Linked DNA regions of Gossypium hirsutum: region 1 is linked to region 2. Evidence: chromatin contacts called from public Hi-C data. All regions are on one chromosome and are shown on one strand. Each heading gives the region's core, a stretch centred on a gene start, on an enhancer-like site or on the middle of the called end of the contact. The rest is flanking DNA. Distances are from core to core; before and after follow the strand shown.

The links. A called contact is a pair of places that touch in the nucleus more often than the background predicts.
Region 1: a contact with region 2 is called in a Hi-C map of leaf, with 1.8 times the contacts expected there. The contact joins the enhancer-like site here to the promoter of LOC107910106 in region 2. A contact is called at or near these places in 3 of 34 Hi-C or Micro-C datasets (callus and leaf).

What each region holds. Positions count from the first base shown.
Region 1 is chrD08:46,551,150-46,556,233 of Gossypium_hirsutum_v2.1, reverse strand. No RefSeq gene overlaps it. Among protein-coding and RNA genes, the nearest start is that of LOC107950413, 12 kb to the left of the region's middle. Within about 2 kb of position 3,128, at least 4 of the 9 cell types and tissues checked have an H3K27ac peak or open chromatin away from gene starts, as enhancers often do. A contact at or near this core is called in leaf, where this site is marked.
Region 2 is chrD08:46,418,395-46,423,216 of Gossypium_hirsutum_v2.1, reverse strand. It overlaps LOC107910106 (sucrose synthase 2), which reads left to right and starts at 1,680. Exons shown (of 15, transcript NM_001327032.1): 1 at 1,680-1,788; 2 at 1,951-2,083; 3 at 2,596-2,747; 4 at 2,876-3,068; 5 at 3,283-3,401; 6 at 3,547-3,763; 7 at 3,854-3,949; 8 at 4,046-4,219; 9 at 4,401-4,517; 10 at 4,626-4,792. The coding sequence starts at 1,691.

The sequences.
Region 1 (5,084 bases), core at 1,879-4,378, 130 kb before region 2:
CATAAACATAATATTTTCTTTACTTAGAACATAGAAAATAATTACACAAAATTAATTGTTACAATATCTCATCAAATTAAACACTCAAATAAATATAACATAATAATTTAAACCACTTACCTTAATTTCTTCACATTCCCATGCTTTCTCACATTTCCATCTTCATCTTCAAGCTTGGATACCTTGAGTTCCTAATTTCTCTTAACTTCATTTCCAACTCCAATTTATTTCTTCCAAAATGACAATCAAACTCTCTAGGATCTCTACTTCACTTTCCTTTTCGGTGGCTATGGAAATTTTCATAAATTTTGGATGAAAATGGTGGATTTAATGAAAAATGACTAAATTACATAAAGTGCAAACTTTCTTTCTTCTCCCTCTTATGGATGTTGGGAGCTTTGTGAAAGTATAAATAATTTCCTTCACACTTTCTTTATAATTATCATATATATATTAAAATAATAAAATATTATTTAAAATAATAAAATTATAAAATCTCACCAACATGACCATTTTGCCATTGAAACTTTTTAATATTTAGAATTTGTCCATTCACATATTTGGCAAAATTAAAACTTTAGTCCCTAGACTTTTTCCACTTTCTTACTTCGAAACCTTAACTTTTGAGTATTTATGATTTGGCCCCATTCCTTTTCACTTCTTTATGATTCATTCCTTGCTTCAAATCATTATCTCACAACATCTTACTTGTTTTAATTTCCTTCAATACTCAATACTTTTTTCTACTAACACTGATAATTCACATTTTATTTACTCTAAGAAATCTTAACACATATATTCTCGAGTTTATACTTCTTACAACCTAGGGGCCTTTAGGGATGTTACAAGGGGATGTTTAGATTAGATAATCGTTACTAAGGAATTGTAAGATCCCATTATCATATTACTATATTTGGTTCAACATTTTTTTATCGGGTTATTATCATGGGAAGAAAATATAAGATTTCATCGTCACATTATTATATCGATTTAAATTTTTTTATCATTTTTAAAATCGGTGATATGATATTACCATGTTTGGATCATTAAGCTCACATTACCATCATCAAATTACTATGTTTCCTTCAACAATTTTCTTGTAGACCGATAATATGATATTGTTAACAATGTCCAAACTCAATAATATAAGAGTAATTCCAATACTATTATTTTTTACATGAAAATGAAAGGTTTGAGTAAATATATTCTCAATTTTTAATGACTTTGTCCAATTTATTCTTAAATCATAATAGAATAATAATTATTAAATCGAACTCAAAATTTGATTATTGTCTCATTAATAAACTCTATTTATCATTATTAAAATGATTATATGATATTTTGTAGATAAAATTTTTAGATTCTACAAATTGAATTTAAATGATAACACATACTCTTTTAATGTGCTAAGTAAAATATTATTCTATTGGACTCCTAAAGTGTACTAATTGGTCTTGTAAAATTAAATTTCTTAGTAACAATGTATCAAATACTATATGTTATTTTTATTAATGAGTGAAATGAAAAGTGAAAATTGTATAAATCCAATCAATGCCACAATATTAGAACATATATAAATAGTATATATGAAATAATAACACTAACTAATGTATCTATTCACAACTCCACATGTTTATTACATTTTTGTGTTTATTATATATATTATTTTTTAAATTTATTTATAAAAATATATAAATATTAATATAAAAAATAATTTTAATGATTTATTAATTTTTAATATTTAAATCGCAAAAAGATTGGTTCAAATTATTTTTTTAAAAATCTTGCTACTCTCCCTAATCATGAACAACTGTACATATTTTATCCCATGTGATGCATGAATTGTTTATTTGTACTATAAAATTGTTATTATTTAAACATTAATTATTAATTAAAATTGTTCCTGAAATAATATTTGGAAGATATAAATAATATTTTTAGGATTGTATTTTAATTATTTTCATGTATTTGTATCATTTGTGAGTTTGTTTGTATTATTTAAATTATTTATTTTTGTGGATCCATTAGAAATATTTAAAGGGATTTCACAAATTATATATTATTTTAGTTTTTGATTTGTCAGATTATTGTATTTCATTCGACTATATTTTTAAATTTATTTACATAAATGTTAAAATATAATTATAAGATAAATTTATTTATAATTAATGGTTCACCTTCCAAGTAAAACAGGGGTGTAACATCTAATTATTATCATTTTAAAATTATCTTCTATTAATTTAAAAATATATTATAATTTTAAAATATTATTTTCTATTAATTATAAAAAAAATGGATATATAGATAAATTATGTTGTCATGTGTCGATAGGATAAGTATGCCACATATCAAAAAATTGACAGCTAATGTCAATTGAGACCTTAAGACCTTGTAGTGTATATATATATATATATATATATGATTTGGTCATCTTAATCACAAATTACAATTTAAAAATATTATTATCTTTTATTTTCTTAGCAAAGTAAAAAGAAATTACATTTCAACCAACTGAACCAATCATGAAAAATTTAATAATCCAACTAAGGTATATAATTTTATTTTGGTAAAAAAATCATGGATGTCCCTGTACTAGGTGTCAAATTGTATTTTACTCCCTCTACTAAAAAATGAGCATGTTAATCCTTGTACATTAGATCATAGAGTGAATTGATCCTTTCTGTTAAAAATTTCATTCATTTCTATCATTAAAAATTGGCATGGTTGAAAGAATAACCAAATAGTGACACGCGATGTGCCATGCATACCTTATGCTAACATACATGGACCAATTTTTAACAGTAGAAATGGATAAAGTTTTTAACAGAAGGACCAATTCACTTTGATCAAACATATAGGGACTAATTTGTTAATTTTTTAATAGATGTAGTAAAATACAATTCAAATCCTAATACAAGGACCTCTATGGTACTTTTACCATATTAATCGATTGAAATGCCCTTGAAGAAAAGAGAGTTTAGACTTTGAATAGTAAACCCGTGAAGAGTAAAATATTCGTTTGGGCTTTGCTCCCTCCCAAAGCCCCAAACTGGTAGTATTGAAGCTGGGCTACTGAGATGTTGGGCTGACGCAAGTCAGAGTAAATAATAGAAGCAAGTTGAAAGGGAATATGAGGGAGCCTTTTATACTGGAGGTGTCATTGGTTGCCTGAAAGTGAGTGATGGGCAAGGACTAAGTGATTGGCAGGAGCTATTGTCAGTTATGGAGCTTAGCTATTTTGCTTGGACTTGTGCCTATTCTTTTGGGTTTCATGGGCTTGATATCTATGTGTAGGTAATACATATTTGTTTAATGCTCTAAAACTCACAAGCCCATGAAATCCCTCAATTCAAAACTCTCATCATCTTTCTTTCTCCACGTCTTTTCATTGTAACAAGAAGCAGTTGCTGAAAGTTTTTTAGGCCTTCAAAGCACCTAAAACTACCACCAACTGGACTAGTTTGCTCTGTTAACAAAACTGCCTTTTTCTTCAAATCAAAGTCTCCTTTTCTATTTTCACCTTCAAAAGACTTTGTTTTTTAGTTTGCTGTTTAAGGTACATCTAACTCCATAGTACTCCACCTTACATTCGTTTGTAAAATATAAGTGTTATTGTAGATCAGTAAGAGGGGTGGTTGCACATCTTTTTGAGCAAGGAATCCATGTGAGGGTGGCCAAAACCAAGATTACAAGTATGATCTAATTTGTCCAGTAATGGAGTTAGGTTCTTTGTACCAATCCTAAACATAAACAGTTTCACAACATCAGAATGGAAATTCTCTTTCTTTTGAGTCATAAACCCTAAATATACATAGCTCATTTCTACAATCTCCCAATTTTAAATTACCATATCTTCCACAATCCCAAATTGCTTTTTTTTTCTTTTTCTTATTAATCTATCCCAACTTAAAGTCACTAATTGAACTTAGTATCTGGAGGTAATTGAGCACAAATTCAATCAACCTAATTAAAAACATCCAAAGCTTACAATAAAAAATAACTATAAGAAGATTTATGTGTTTTACCATTTTTAAAATTAAAAATTACCCATCTTCAGTTTCTTTTCTTTTTCATCTATATAGATGTGTGTATGCACACCATTTCATCTATATTCAGTTTAATTTAAGCAATTTGAAGGGCACTTGTATTATGCATGCACAATAATCTCATCTTCTGTAATGATCAGGGAGTTGAAATATGGAAATTTTACTCGCTACACTAAAACATGGAATCCCTTTTTCACATTATTCCTGACTGTATAAGCTTTATTATTTGTCTCTTCGTTTGGGAATAACCGTTTTCCTTTATTATTGTACCAAATCTATCTATACATTTAGTCTTTAAATCTGATTTTTTTTTTAATTTTTTTCCATATTAGTCCCTAAGCTTGCCAACTTTTTTATAATTTTGATCAATACCTAAAAATAAGAATTTTTATATAAAAATTGGGTGATCACATGATACAATCTCAGAGTGGCATTCTTTTAGAATTTTATGTTTACGTTTTGAGGATTTTTTGTTTTCAGGTTTTGAGATTTAGTTTTTATCTCCATCTTTTGTATTCTCATTCTTTTGCCATTATAGTAAAATTATCTTTGCCAGTGGTTTTTCATCCTCTTTGCAGGGGTTTTTTCACGTTAAATTTGTGCGTTCAATTTTTCAATTTCTTCCGCTATTTTTTACTTGTTCATTGCTTAATCGGGTCGATCCTTAACAAGTGGTGTCAAAGCTAGTTCAATTTTCATAGATTAGCCCATTCAGAGATGACAGCAACTAGGTTTGACATTGAGAAGTTTGATGGTGTCACAAATTTAAATCTGTGGCAAGTTCGGATGATGACAAATCTAGTTCAGACCGGCCTGAAAAAGGCTGTTACCGAGAAAAAACCTAAGAATCTAGATTAGACAAAATGGGAAGAGCTTGATGAAAAGGCCCTATCTGTAATCCAGTTGTGCCTTGCGAATAGGGTATTATAGGAGGTATTGATGGAGAAAACCTCATCCCCATTGTGGAAAAGGTTAAAAACTCTTTATGTGACTAAGTCTCTGGCTAACCGTTTAGTGTCGAAACAACGTCTATTTACG
Region 2 (4,822 bases), core at 431-2,930:
GAAAAAAAATTAAATTGCTCAAAACGAAAAAAATTATGGGGGCCAATTGTATAATTTAACGTAGAATTTTTGTTTGAAATGATGATTTACTGTGTCACGTCAGCTTACCATTACACCATTAACAACAATTAACGGTTCAGTGACTAAAATGTTACAACACATTAACGTAAGTGACTAAAACGTAACATTTTAGACATAAGTGACTAAAAGATAGCCTATGATAAACAAAAGTGACTATTTTGATAGTTTACTCTTAATTTTATGGTATACTATAATATATACAATATATAATTAAGGTATATTAGTTATGTATATTATGATAGCATAATTGTATATAAGGTTACATATCAAATTTTATTTGGCATGTCAACTAGAAATAACATCGCCATATGTCAAATTCTACCGAATTGGTAAAAAATCTTTCTCAAGGATCCCCTCTACTAATAAAGAATGTAAGAAAAGAGAAACAAACGAAAAAGAGTGGTTTATTTGAAATTAAGATTGGTTCGTAAAAAAGTTTTTTTTTTATGTAGGAGTGAGTCTAGTTGATGTAAGAGGATCCTAGCCTATATACAATTAATTACATATTTAAGGTTTAGATTGCATTTCGTTAATAGAAATATGCACATTGTAATATCATAATGTTATAATAATTATTTTACATTCATAATTTAATTATATAACAATTAATATATTATATGCCATTAAACATGTATGTATACAATTTTACATTATATAATATATCATAATATTTATTTTAATTATATAAATATTATTGTTTTTGTTATAAAAAATTAACTAATTGAATTGATCAAATAATAAAAGGGATAATTGTAAATCTAAAAATTTTGATGACTCTATCTTTTTGTTCACAAAAGAATAAGACTGAAGAGAAGCTATATGAGATTTAATAGAATAAGATGTTAAATGGGATATATTTTTTGATAAATTATTTTTAAACATATTTAAATTCATTATTAATGATTTAAATACTATATTAAATTTTATTATTAATTATTTGATTTAATTTTAAAAATCATGAGAATTAGCTTTGATAATAAAAGCATAGTTTTAATCGTCAAAGATGGTGTATTTAAATCCCACATTAAATAAAATTTTATATATTTTGTAATTAATGTGTCAAATTTTTAAGTAAATTTATAGATTCTAGAATTTACAAATATCCTATAGGCTCCTAATTTCAAGCACAATTTTAATATATTTTAGTGGAGTCAATTTGTCTTACTTTTATTATCTTACGTTGTTTTTGAAGAAACGTAAGGGAAATGAACCTTCTCTTCTATCCAATTTGGCATCAAATAATTATTCGTTCTATTACATTCTTACCAATAAAAATGGCAAAAATCAAACATCTGAATAATTGAGGGACTAAATAATCAAATTATCCAATTTTGTTTCAACATCATGATGCGGCAACTTGGACTTTCGCCTTCAGTACAAATGATTTCAACGTGTCGCAAATCCAATGAACAAAGAGTAAAACCATTAGCTGCGTCCGTCATCCCCTCACTGCGCTGATCTATATTATTATATATGTAACCGCAGCGATTGCCTCAAAGCTCACTCAAACTCACCGATTTCTCATAAAAACTCTTTTTCACTTTTTTTTCTTTCCAATCAATAGTAGTTCACTTCAACAGCAGTAACAGAGTAGATACGAAGTTTAACGATGGCGAATCCTAAGCTCGGTCGAAGTCCTAGCATGAGGGACCGCGTGGAGGACACGCTTTCTGCTCATCGTAACGAGCTCGTTGCTCTTCTCTCCAGGTGCGCTCTTCCGCGATTTTACAGTTCCTATCACCTTGTTCTATTTTCTTTTCCGAATTTTAAATTTTGTAGTCTCTATTTGGTTTATGGGAAAACGATGAAAAGTAAAAGGAAAGGAAAGGAAGATATGTTACTGAAGTTTAGGGTTGTGGAATTTTGAAGGTACGTGGCGCAGGGAAAAGGAATACTGCAACCGCATACTTTGATCGATGAACTGGAAAATGTTGTAGGCGACGACAAAGCTAGAGAGAAGCTAAGTGATGGTCCCTTTAGCGAAGTCCTTAAATCTGCACAGGTCATTTCCCCCCTTAATTATCGTATTAATTTTTAAGATATTGTTAGCTTTTATATATTAAAAAGGATAAACGACTTTTTTAGATGTTTATTTAATTTTCGTCCGTGATTCATGAGGCAGTAAATAAAGTATCTAATACTTTTTAAATGCTTAATTGTTTTTTCAGCTAAAATATTTTTGTACTATTTAGTTTCAGTTGAACTTTTAGGTTTTTTTTTTAATTTTTTTATTTTTAAGATTCTGTTTTCCTGAATTTACTCTAATTCAATTTACAAATGAATTTCTGGATGTGTTTTATGTTCTTTCCTTACCTCGATGCTGCGTCTTTAAAGGAGTGTACGTAAACTGAAGTTTAGTAGTAATGCTATTTAATTTTCACGCCTAACTTTCAGCCTTTGTACTAGGTAAGCTTTTAACGTCTGCCAAATGGAATATGTACGGTCTCGATTATGTTATTGTATTTAATATACTAAATTGTTGGGTTTTTCTTTTTTCTTTTTTAATAACTACAGGAGGCCATAATTCTGCCTCCATACGTGGCTATAGCAATTCGCCCAAGACCTGGTGTTTGGGAATACGTACGAGTCAATGTTCACGAACTCAGCGTGGAGCAACTGGATGTGTCCGAATATCTTCGCTTCAAAGAAGCACTTGCAGATGTGGGGTAAGCTTATTTTCTGTTCTTTGTAAGTTGCGTTTATTGTTTCTTTGAAGTCAATAGATTCAAAGTACTTGGTTATGTATGTCCTACCTCATAACTCATTGAGATTTTTCTTTTTACACATTGCGTAGGGAGGACAACCATTTTGTGCTTGAGCTTGATTTTGAGCCATTCAATGCATCCTTTCCTCGGCCCAACCGCTCTTCATCCATTGGCAATGGCGTTCAATTCCTCAACCGTCACCTGTCTTCAAACATGTTCCGTAACAAAGATTCTTTGGAGCCTTTACTTAATTTCCTGAGAGCCCACAAATATAAAGGGCATGTAAGTAATCATCAGAGGGGTTTCCTTTAAACCCCTTACCATAGTTGCAACTTCACTAGTTATGTGTTATGTTCCTTTAGATTTTAGGAAAAGAAAATTTTGCCTTGTTTTATGTGTGGTGACGCATTTACAGCTTTGGAAAGGCATATGTGGGAGTATCTATTTTGTGATGAAATTCTCATAACAAGATAAACTAATGAAGCTTTCTCTGTAGGCATTGATGTTGAATGATCGGATACAGAGTATACCCCGACTTCAAGCTGCTCTGGCTAAGGCAGAAGATCATCTTGCTAAGCTTTCATCTGATGCACCATATTCTGAGTTTGAATACGAGTGAGTTTCTATTTCTGTTCTATTTGTATATAGATTAAATACATACATATAGATTTGTTTCAAGGAGTCTATCAGCATATTGGTAGTGGCAGAGCAATAAAGTTGTTGACATCTCTGTCTGTTTTTCCTTGTTTTATGAATGCAGATTACAAGGAATGGGTTTTGAGAGAGGATGGGGAGATACTGCAGCTCATGTTCTGGAGACGATGCATCTTCTCTTGGACATCCTTCAGGCTCCTGATCCCTCTATATTAGAGACATTCCTTGGGAGAGTGCCTATGGTGTTTAATGTTGTCATTCTGTCTCCACATGGATACTTTGGGCAAGCAAATGTATTAGGTTTGCCCGACACTGGTGGTCAGGTTTGTAGTGAATCTGATATTTAACGTGTAGGATAATGTATATGTAACTATCTTCATTTAAGATCTCCATTTTTCTTATTTAATGTGTAGGTTGTTTATATACTGGACCAAGTGCGAGCCTTAGAGAATGAAATGCTTCTAAGGATAAAGAGGCAAGGACTTGATATTACTCCCAGAATTCTTATTGTAAGTATACTGACTAGATGCCGGATTGCTTTATTTTGTTTTCAACACTTATATTTTGCCTATGTAAATTTGACACATTTTTCCTTGTTGTTCAAGGTGACCAGGTTAATACCTGATGCGAAGGGAACTAATTGCAATCAGCGGCTGGAAAGAGTCAGTGGGACAGAGCATACTCATATTCTGCGAGTTCCTTTTAGGTCAGAACATGGAGTTCTTCGTAAATGGATATCAAGGTTTGATGTATGGCCTTTTCTGGAGACTTATGCGGAGGTAAATCATTTTCCCTTTCAAAGTTTCAAAGGCTATTGATTTTTTTTTTTTGAAGAGAAAATTTTCAACAATCACAACAAATTTAGGAGGACGTTTTCTATGTACTTCTCTATAGGTTCTATCTTTCTTTCTTTCTTAATCTTCTGTCATAACTTGCTTTCCTATTTGTATATCTAATCAGGACGTAGCAAGTGAAATTGCAGCAGAGTTGCAGGGTATTCCAGATTTTATTATAGGAAACTACAGTGACGGAAACCTGGTTGCATCTTTGTTGGCTTACAAAATGGGTGTCACACAGGTTTGTCCCTCCCCTGTCCCAAGTCCCTTTCCCCTCCACTCTTTGCCTTTCACTTTTGCTGAAAGCTTTGTTACTAAATCTTCAATGTGTAAATTACACTTTTTGCAGTGTACCATTGCCCATGCTTTGGAGAAAACAAAATATCCAGATTCAGATATATATTGGAAAAAGTTTGACGAGAAATATCACTTCTCTTGTCAGTTCACTGCTGACTTAATAGCCATGAATAATGCTGATTTTATTATCACCAGCACATACCAAGAGATTGCAGGAACGTAAGTTCTCTCCTTTTACTGTAGAATATA